3 separate regions of the Oryctolagus cuniculus genome follow, and all the other regions are linked to region 2. The links are chromatin contacts, called in public Hi-C maps. All regions are on one chromosome and are shown on one strand. The core of a region is the stretch at or near the end of the contact, and the rest is flanking DNA. Distances in the headings are between cores, read along the strand shown. Region 1 overlaps DNAAF10 (dynein axonemal assembly factor 10). Region 2 holds the start of FBXO48 (F-box protein 48). Region 3 holds the start of LOC100341246 (gastrokine-3).

Region 1 (3,198 bases), core at 163-2,662, 300 kb after region 2:
TGCTCTTTCTAGTTTCTGATGGGCCCCTATAAATCTGTGTAGCCATTATAAAGAGACTACCCAGAAAAAAAAAAAAAAAAGGCTTACTTATTTCTATAGCAGCCAAAGGTGTAGTAGTAAAAATGCTTTATTCCCAGGGCCTCTCTTTGAAGGCACCATTCAGCATATAAACCAATGTGTCCCTCTCATCCTGTTTAGGCCCACAAGTCTACGGTGTGGCAGGTCCGACACCTGCCGCAGAACAGGGAGCTCTTCCTGACGGCCGGGGGCGCGGGCAGCCTTCACCTCTGGAAATAGTGAGTGTCTGCCTGGGGCCTTGCTCCCTTTGCGGTTCCTTGTGGGTGTGAAGTGGGATTCGATTGAACCTTTTTGTCTTGTTTCCTCCTGTGCCTTGCTTCGTTTTGGTATGATTTTAAATTCCATGATGTTACATAACTATTGTTTTGTAAGCTTTTTTTTCCCTTTACTCAGTCTTTATTTCACACTTAGTAAATATTCACCTTCTTTTGACACACCAAATATATTTGTCATTACTTTGTGTCTTTATTGCAGAACAAGAAGCAGTTCTTTTCATAGATTTTGAAATCATAATTTTTGAGAATGTGACAAATCTGAACAAAGACTTTTGTCAAATATTGTCTTCTAGTTATTAGAGCGTTACCCTAAGAAGATAGGCAAGGGATGGGAACACTTAGCTTACAATCCTGATCATTCCCCTGGCTAAATGCAGGTAACATCATTGTCATAGAAGCAAAGCATCTCCAGGACCAACCTCTCACAGGGTTTGCTTTCTGCTTCAGGGCTGTTCCCATACCCTGTGCCCTGAATACTGAGGGCCCTCACGTGGTAGGTACTAGGTCAGCTGCTAGTTTTAAAGACTTAATAAAAATTGGAACGTGAATGGTATTTCTGAATACTTTTATTAATGAAACAATATATAGTTGGAAGGGGGAAAAAAACTGAAATCTTTCTCTAAAATCACTCAGGAAAAACAAACACAGAAGCCGATAAACGAAGGAGTTTTCAAAAATAACGTTTGGCTAATGATGTAAGAAGAAAGCTACCAGCCTTACTATATCTGGGGTTTTTACATTTACAGAATCCTTCTCTATCTGTTAGCTCCTTTTGAAGCTAGGAGAGGTTCTGAAACACTCTCGGAAAGACCTTGTTAAAGTATGTAGGGATCCAACCGACTCAAAACACTGGGAGTGCCTGCTTTAGATCAGAATGAGGAGGTTTCCGTGGGCAAGAAAGGAAGGAGAAGTGTTCGGAGACTGGGCCAGGCACGCAGGCCGTGTGTGAATTCCCCTTTTCCAGGCGCTTTGCCCCCGAGCTTCCCTAATGAGTCCATGCTTCCCCCGCCCCTGCCAGGCTCCGCCAGTGCCTCTAGGTGACCCGTGCAGCGTGCAGCGGCATGCCACTGCTTTACAGTCTCCAGGCTGAGTACTTGAAGAACAGGTTCCAGTTTGCTTTGTAACCCACACAGGAACACATTTTCAAGCAGAATAATGAATTTTGTGATCTCAGTAAAGCTGGCTCTGTGTGAAATTAGAAATGAGACATTTATCTCAACGTGAACTTTAGTCCTTCCTGTGATGAATGGCTAGTCTAATCTTCACATTGGTTTGGAGCTTTGCTGACAAGGGTTGGGCCAGTAAAGAGAATTGGTTTAAGAAAAAAATACTTAGCTTTGTTTCCATATACTGGTCTGCCTTGGTGCTTATACAATTAAATTATAAATATTTATTAAGCACTTTTTTTAAAAAAATTTATTTTATTTTTTGAAAGTCAGAGTTACAGAGTCAGAGAGAGGGAGAGAGAGAGAGAGATCCTCTGGTTCACTCTCCAAATGGCCACAATGGCCAGAGCTGGCCCAGACCGACCCAAGCCAGGAATCAGAAACTTCTTCCGGGTCTCCCATGTAGGTGCAGGGGCCCAAGCACTTGGACCACCCTCTGCTGCTTTCCCAGTCCATTAGCTGGGACCTGGATTGGAAGTAGAACAGCCGAGACTCGAACTAGCACCTATATGGGATGTCCACGTTGCTGGGGTCAGCTTTACCGCTACGCCACAGCACTGCCCCCTCTATTGAGGGCTTTAAGAATTCCTAGAAGAGCTCATCTAGTTATTCAGCATTTGTTTCTTTGAATGATCCCCAATATGCTGATTCTTTTGAGTATTTGAAACACAGATGCACACACACACACACATACCTTTAAGCTAATAGAAAACAGAGATTTTTAAAAAGTCTTTATGTTATCTTTTAAAGACTAAATAGCTACAGGCTTTACCAGGAGGTATCCGAAAAACATCTGTAGGTAGACTATTTATTCTTTCAATCAAAATAATTTGCAGGCTCTAAGAGGGCAAGATTATCTAATACTAAGTTATCTGCCTATTGCTTCTCTTACCATTTTTGCTCTCCTTGCTTGCTTTGTGCCTCTTAAACTCTTGTCCTTTACGAGCATTTTGGTGTGAAGGAGGTGTCATAATGGATGCGTAGGAGCTTGGAAAGGCCTTCTGAGGAGGGGTCCCTCCATATCCCACCAGCTCCTTCTGTATCCCACACCTCTTAAAAAGAGGGCTGTTTTTTCTGTCTCCCCTCTCAGATTGGTCAGACCAGGTCATGTCAATGAGTTGTTACATTTCAGCTCTTCTTACTTTATACATTTATATCTTCAGCTGAAAAAAATAAGCCAATGTTCTCAGAATCGTTTGTTCCTTCTTTGAAGCAATGATGTTTAAAAAGTCTAAAATCTACACCGAGCAGCAGCTTCCCACATAAATGGTACACAGAAGGTCCTCAGGTTTGGATCTGTAAGGTGGAGCTCCACTGTCAGTTTCCATTCTGATAGATGAGGTTCCGTGGATGTTACCACAGCTTTCGTTTTGCATATATTGTTTGCCTGTGCTGAATAGCAATCCAAATTTAGAGAAGAATTACAATGAAAGGTTATTAACAGCACCAGGTACATTTGTTAAAGAATGCTAGATCAACCTCACATTCTTTAATATTTTCATATTAAAAAGAGAAAATGCAGGAAATACAGGTGTATGTTGAATAAAAGCAATATCTAGAGGATTTTAGTAAAACTAACCCTTCTTTGTGAGATGTTTTGGGGCTTGGGTTGAGGATGGAATAGTGTCTTTTTATTTGCATACAACTCAACAGTATAAAGATTCTTTATTAGTTACAGT
Region 2 (3,252 bases), core at 563-3,062:
GTTAAAACTCGTTAGTTCCTAGACATATGACTGTCAGGTGAAGCATATACTCCATGAAGCTTTCTAACCAGGGGATTTAAAAGAAAAGAAAAAATCTCCCAGGCAGTTCTTTCATATGTTATTATGGTTAATAAACTATGGAAAATAATAGGATGTTACACATTTAAATAGCTAAAACTAAACACCATGTGAACTTCAACCTTCAGACACACTCACCACTAAAGGTCCAACTTCCACAAGACAACCTTAAACTACCACTCCTTTTCCTGCTCCCAGAAGGGCCCTCCCAGAAACCCGTGGGCCCCCCAGGCACTGGCAGTTAACCAGGGTTAACAGCCCACACTTCTTGCTCCCTGGTATTGGCGGACACAGAATGACCAGTTCAAGAGAAGATGCCCAGAGAAGGGGTCCACATCTCATTCACCATCTGCTAAAGGTTTTCCATAAAGTGGGTGCCAACAGAAAAGACTGGGTGTCAAACAGATTAACAGTGTGAGAACTACAGCCTTCCAGTAGGCAATACAAATGTTCTGACTCCTTTACCTCCCAAAGACAGTACAAAGCATATATAACTTGGTGCTACTATGAGTCCTAAAGTTTCTATATGACCTTTACATGATCTGTGGATCACTTTTCCCATCTGAACAATAAAGATAAAAGAGTGCAAAGAGTCTTGAAAGAAAGTTTTGAAAGAATTAAAGAAGTTGGCCTACGTAGTCTATTTAACCGTGAAACACTATACACACTATTTTAGAGTTAGCCATGGATATTACCGGAAAACACTATTGTAATAAAAGGCCCCTGCAGTTCTGCGAAAGAGGCCAGAGCCTAATTCAGCCTGGAAGAGGCAAGTTCACGGGTTCGTCAATTTCTTCTGTAAAGCGCCAGATACTACAGTAAATACTTCGGGTTTCGCAGGCCAAGACACAATATTCTCCACCTTTGGTGCAGCCATTCTTCCCGAAAAGCAAATAGGCTTTTTGTTTGTTTACATTTTACGTTTCAAACTTTAAGAACCATTCTGAGTCTACTGGCCCACACAGCCACAGGCTTGGTTTGCGCCCCCACCCTCCATCCCCCTCCCCACAGTTTGCCAACCTCTGGATAAGATGACAATACAGCAGGTGCTTTTCAAAGACAACATTAATAACTGTTTGTGGGTGATTACACTGGACTGAAAAACTGCTGCCCCCAAACGTCTAAAGTGCAGACAGGCAGGATCGACGTGGTGGGGAATGTGGCCAGGGCCGGAGGCAGGGCCTAGCCAGGAGGGTCTTCGCAGGGCTCTCCGGGCCAGCCGAGCCCCCTCCCACACTTACTCCCAGCAGTGGCCCGCGGCCGATCACCGTCTCCCCGGGCGCCAGGGCCACCCGGGGGCCGCCGTCCCGCGGCTGCAGCTCGAAGCCCCCGGACATGGCGGATGAGGACTAGGCCCCTTCGCCAGTAGACGGCCCCCGCAGCCGTTTCCGCCTCCCACAGACACGCGCGAGGCATGCCCAGGCCCCCGGAAAGACACGGGGGTGACAGGAGTGAAGACCCGGCTCAGAAATGCTCTGTGCTCTCAGGGCAGAGGCCCCGGGGCTGCTTCCGGAGTCCCGTCCCTCCACCTGGGCCAGTGACGCACTAGGGAATTCCCCCACCACGTCTTCCGCGTTATTGTTTAAAAGCCCCGGCTTATACCCCCCCCATCCCTTCTCACCACCCCGCGGGCCCGGAGGATGCTGGGCATTGTAGTCCCTTCCTTTCTGCCTTTCCTGAGCTGAGACGCCCTAGAAAAACTACAATCCCAGAAAGCAGTGCGCGATCCCCTCTACGCCTGTGCGAATCGAGGTCACAGGGCGGCGCTAGAGTGGGCGGGATGTGGTGGACGATGGGGAGGGATTCGAATTTCGGAGGATTTAAACCGCGGGAGGAAAAGTCACCGCGGCCCAGTAAGTAGGAGGGTCTTCCCTTCCGGGTAGCGAAGGTGCCGGCACGCTCAGGGGCGCGGTCCGGACGCAAGCCCAGCCGTCTTTTAGCGGCGTGGAGTCGTGGTGACAGCACTGACGGTGTATCTTGTCAGTGCCTGGTGTTCTTAGGACTCGGGCAGCTGCTGCAGCCTTGTCGGGCACACAAGGAGGGTGGCTCAGATGGGACGTGGGGTCATTCCCCCCGCCCCGACCTGCAGGGTCCAGGTGGAGTGGGGTCCGCTGAGAGCCAGCCTGAGCCGAGCGGCACCCACCCCTCCGAATGCGCTGCCTCCGACCCACCCCTCCGAGTGACATGGTGAGGGGGACGAGCTCTCTCTTAACTGGAGAGGTAATTCAGCAAAGGTTGATTCATAAAGGGAAAAGGTAGTTTTCCGGGCATCCTAGTGGATTCCGGGGACCTCGCCACGGCAGCCCCTGTTGTGGATTGAGAATTCCCCAGTGAGCTCCTGGGCGAAGTGGCAAACCCCGAAACGCACCGAAACGCTCTCCTAATGCGAGATTCTACCCGAGAACGTGGCGCTTTGGCTTTGGTTTCTGTTGATGATGGGAGGGAGGAAGGTGTGTGGCAAGAACTTGCTCTTGACTCCTGCTCTTGTTTTTACCTGCTTTCTTACTTCCCCCTGTCCCTGGAGAGGAAGTCCTCTGTTGAACGAAGACTCCTCCCTTCCAACCACCGCGGCTAATATGGATCGTAAACAGCCTGCTGAATGAGAGCCGCGATGTGAATGAGAGACACATCCTGAAACATATGCCTGAGTAGCGCATCTGCGTTGTTACTCATTGAGTTAAAAGAAGCATTTAGCCGAATTTCAAACTCCTCCTCCGTGTCACCACCTCCCAGCGTGGAAGGAAATGCCAAATGGAATAAACTGGTTGTGAGTAGAGGAGCTGACTGCCGAGGAGTGTCCCTGGAGGGGTGATGCACCTAGTCTGCTTTCAACTGATTTCAGGAGCCTGCACCCGGAGCCTTGGGTAAATTAGCTGAAATGGGACTTTTACATTCTTTATCGATGCTACTGCTACTGAGCTATAGACATTGTTTATAGATGTTCCTTGCTGTTGCTTGATAGCTTCAGTGACCCATCCGTAGCTCATAATTAACTAACGCCTGTAGCATACCTTCAAGGAGCCATTTCCAAAATACCAGTCTTATAATAACATTGAATAATTGAAATTTGGCATTATTATAACCCAGATCTCATCCTCTTGTCCATTTCAGATAGTATTTGTATCAAATGTGAATACCCAAACATTAGGTATGAATAGGTAATTCTTATATAAA
Region 3 (3,052 bases), core at 286-2,785, 450 kb before region 2:
TATGGGGTATTCTGGGTTTTCCATGGGAAAATCTTTATCATTCACTCAAGGACATTTTCTGTTTCGTATCATGTCTACTGTCAGTCACTGAGCTAAATGGTAGGCAACCAAATAAACCACTTGATCTGCACATAGGAAAAGACTGGTTTAAGCCAAATGATAAAATAAGTGATTAAATGGTAATTCAGTCTCAGTCTCTTTTTTCTGCACCTTCTCCTCTCCATCCAATCACTGTGGCCACCTCCTAATCCTTCAGGAAATAGATTTCCTCCTGATTTCTTCTCCTTTAGGTTCTTCCACCTTGCCCAAGAGTAAAAGACCATGCATCATTTATCTGTACTTTATTTTGAAATAGATTGTATTTAAATGGGACTAGATCTTGCAGTCTCTGTAGTTAATCACTTCATGTCTATGTGACCTGCCTTGCCTGTTGAGAGAATTTTAGGCATCAGAAGGAAAGTCAAAAAGAGTTGGTGGGGGGCAAGAACAGATCAAGGTAAGTGTAGTGATGAGCCTTTCCCCATACCCCATAGTTCATTATCTGGTCTACTTAGGGTTCACCCAGCTCATGTACACTCACAACATGGGCTAGAACTGACAGAACTTCTCATTTATCCCATCCCTACATCATCCCATGCAATATACCACATGTAATGACAACATTACAAGGAGAGAACTGTCTTCAAAGAAAAAAAAAACCAGCTACTGTGTGAACAACAACCATGGTGCAGAAAAGTTAATCAAGGTAATACATGAGAACAGATAGCAATACGGTTCTATGGAACTATTAGAGGAAATTATACTATATATCAAATACGTCTGAAACTCTAATTCACTGATAGTTATAAATAAGACCAATCTGGAGGGGCTGGCTCCATGGCACAGTAGGTTAATCCTCCACCTGCGGTGCCGGCATCCCATATGTGGACCGGTTCTAGTCTCGGCTGCCCCTCTTCCAATCCAGCTCTCTGCTATGGCCTGGGAAAGCAGTAGAAGATGGCCCAAGTCCTTGGGCCCCTGCACCCATGTGGAAGACCTGGAAGAAGCACTTGGCTCCTGGCTTTGGATCGGCGCAACTCTGGCTGTTGCAGCCATCTGGGGAGTGAACCATCGGAAGGAAGACTTGCTCTTTGTCTCTCTCTCACACTGTCTGTAACTCTACCTCTCAAATAAATAAATACAATCTTTTTTAAAAAAAACACCAATCTGGGAGGAGATCACCATAAAATATGAGTATCTATCCAAACCCCAAAGATTCTCAGTCATTAAGCAATTATCTGTTCCATTGGAGAGGACCCTTCATTAGATGTTGCAAAACAGAACTTTTTCGACAGAGGAATTCTATGCCAAATTAATATTGGGAAATTCTATTTGGGTTTGATTTGAAGAGTCTCTGGGGAAAAATAGAACTGCTCCTGGTTATTTTGAACATAACCACCTACATGCTAAATTAGAAAATATACTTACAGGGCATTTCATGTTGTCTCCCTCTCAGACCCCATGCAGGTGCATACATAGTAGAACTTCTAATGCCTCGTTTATTTTCTAAAGCTGGTTTATATAGTCCTAAACCTTTCAGTTATTGCCATGAAAACGGTCTCTGGGGTAGTTAACCTGATCCGGATACCATTCAGGGGGGGAAAAAGGCACATTTATGTAATCACAATTATCACTTTTCTTTAACTATGTGAGAACATTTTTCCTTTACCCTGATACCTCTACTGGTTCCAATGCAAACATGGCACATGAAAAAGTCTTTGTGGGCTGGCACGACCTCGACCTTAACAGTTCAGGTAAGGATTGTAAACAGTAGATCCCACAATATGGACTTGATATAAATTCAATGAGCTCACTGTTTCTACTTCTCAGTTCTCAAAAAGTTCTTTCCTAAAAGTAGGGGTGGTAGAAGAAAAGTTTATGAAGCAAAAACAGATTGAACTATAAGATTAGGTTGATTAAAAAGCAATCTGATTCAGCTCCTTATCCAAATCAAAAATCATGATTGGCCCTGCACTGCCTCTGCCCACCAGCCAAGCTGACCTTACTTCACCCTTCAAACACCCACTCTTGGTGTTTTGCTTCCACTGTATGTTTTGTGTCTCTGGCTTCCAGCTTCCATTTCAGGATACTTTCTTTTCCATACAAGGCCCTTTGATCATCTGTGGGACTCCTGGGACCTAGAAAACTATTGCCTGTACAGGGTAAATCAGACACCATTCAGGCTTTTTTTTTTCTTTTAAGATTTATTTATTTATTTGAAAGGCAGAGTTATGGGGGTTGGGGGCACAGAGAGAGAGGTCCTCCATTCACTGATTCATTCCCCAGATGGCCTCAACAGCTGGAGCTGAGCTATTATGAAGGCAGCAGCCAGGAGCTTCTTCCGTGTCTCCCACGTGGGTGCAGGGGCCCAAGCACTTGGGCTGTCTTCCATTGCTTTCCCAGGCACTTTAGCAGGGAGCTGGATTGGAAGTGGAGCACTGGGGACTAGAACCAGTGGTGTCTTTACCAGCTACGCCACAGTGCCAGCCCTTCAGGCTTTTTCATACATGATGTTGTTTTTCTAAAGCTCTGAGAACTGATGGCCCAGCTATTCAGATCAAACTCCAGAAGGCCAGGACAAAATTCATATTTCTTTCAGGAGAAGATGGGCTGTAAGCCTGGGAGCTGGAGTGATCCCCAGAGGGAAGACGGGCAGCTCCTTCCTTAGAGTGCACAAGGAAAACTGGCTGTGGGAAGAGCAAAAGGGTGGACTTTAGGGTTTGTCAAGTTACTCAGGGCTCAGCTAACATCATACTCAGAGTTGCATTGCTCTCAATTCTTTGAAAATCCCATGTACAGACCACATACTCAATAATTAATGACGCAATAAGTAAAATGGATTACAAGAATGACCTACAGAGACTAACACAATGGCAGGCATTGTCTGTAAATGGGTGATGGCAATGAGGGAGAAGTAAAAGTTAAACCCTTTATTTTTTTCTTTTGTTTCTTTTAATTTGTGTTTATTTTTTGCTGAATTTATTTCCAAGCCATTAAGTTTCAGGTTCTTCGG

Evidence for each region. A called contact is a pair of places that touch in the nucleus more often than the background predicts.
Region 1: a contact with region 2 is called in a Hi-C map of embryonic fibroblasts, with 2.3 times the contacts expected there. The contact joins the enhancer-like site here to the promoter of FBXO48 in region 2. A contact is called at or near these places in 4 of 6 Hi-C or Micro-C datasets (ear pinna, embryonic fibroblasts, psoas muscle and 1 more).
Region 3: a contact with region 2 is called in a Hi-C map of an unstated tissue, with 3 times the contacts expected there. The contact joins the promoter of LOC100341246 here to the promoter of FBXO48 in region 2. A contact is called at or near these places in 3 of 6 Hi-C or Micro-C datasets (ear pinna, psoas muscle and an unstated tissue).

The regions. Positions count from the first base shown.
Region 1 is chr2:134,478,004-134,481,201 of mOryCun1.1, forward strand. DNAAF10 (dynein axonemal assembly factor 10) reads left to right here. Exons shown (of 8, transcript XM_002709829.5): 7 at 199-296. Among named protein-coding and RNA genes, the nearest start is that of PNO1, 21 kb to the left of the region's middle. Within about 2 kb of position 1,413, at least 2 of the 8 cell types and tissues checked have an H3K27ac peak or open chromatin away from gene starts, as enhancers often do. A contact at or near this core is called in ear pinna, where this site is marked.
Region 2 is chr2:134,173,700-134,176,951 of mOryCun1.1, forward strand. It overlaps FBXO48 (F-box protein 48), which reads left to right and starts at 1,813. Exons shown (of 4, transcript XM_002709826.5): 1 at 1,813-1,931; 2 at 2,603-2,942. APLF (aprataxin and PNKP like factor) reads right to left here and starts at 1,642. Exons shown (of 11, transcript XM_002709665.5): 1 at 1,320-1,642. The coding sequence starts at 1,415.
Region 3 is chr2:133,721,225-133,724,276 of mOryCun1.1, forward strand. LOC100341246 (gastrokine-3) reads right to left here and starts at 1,536. Exons shown (of 6, transcript XM_002709661.4): 1 at 1,468-1,536. The coding sequence starts at 1,479.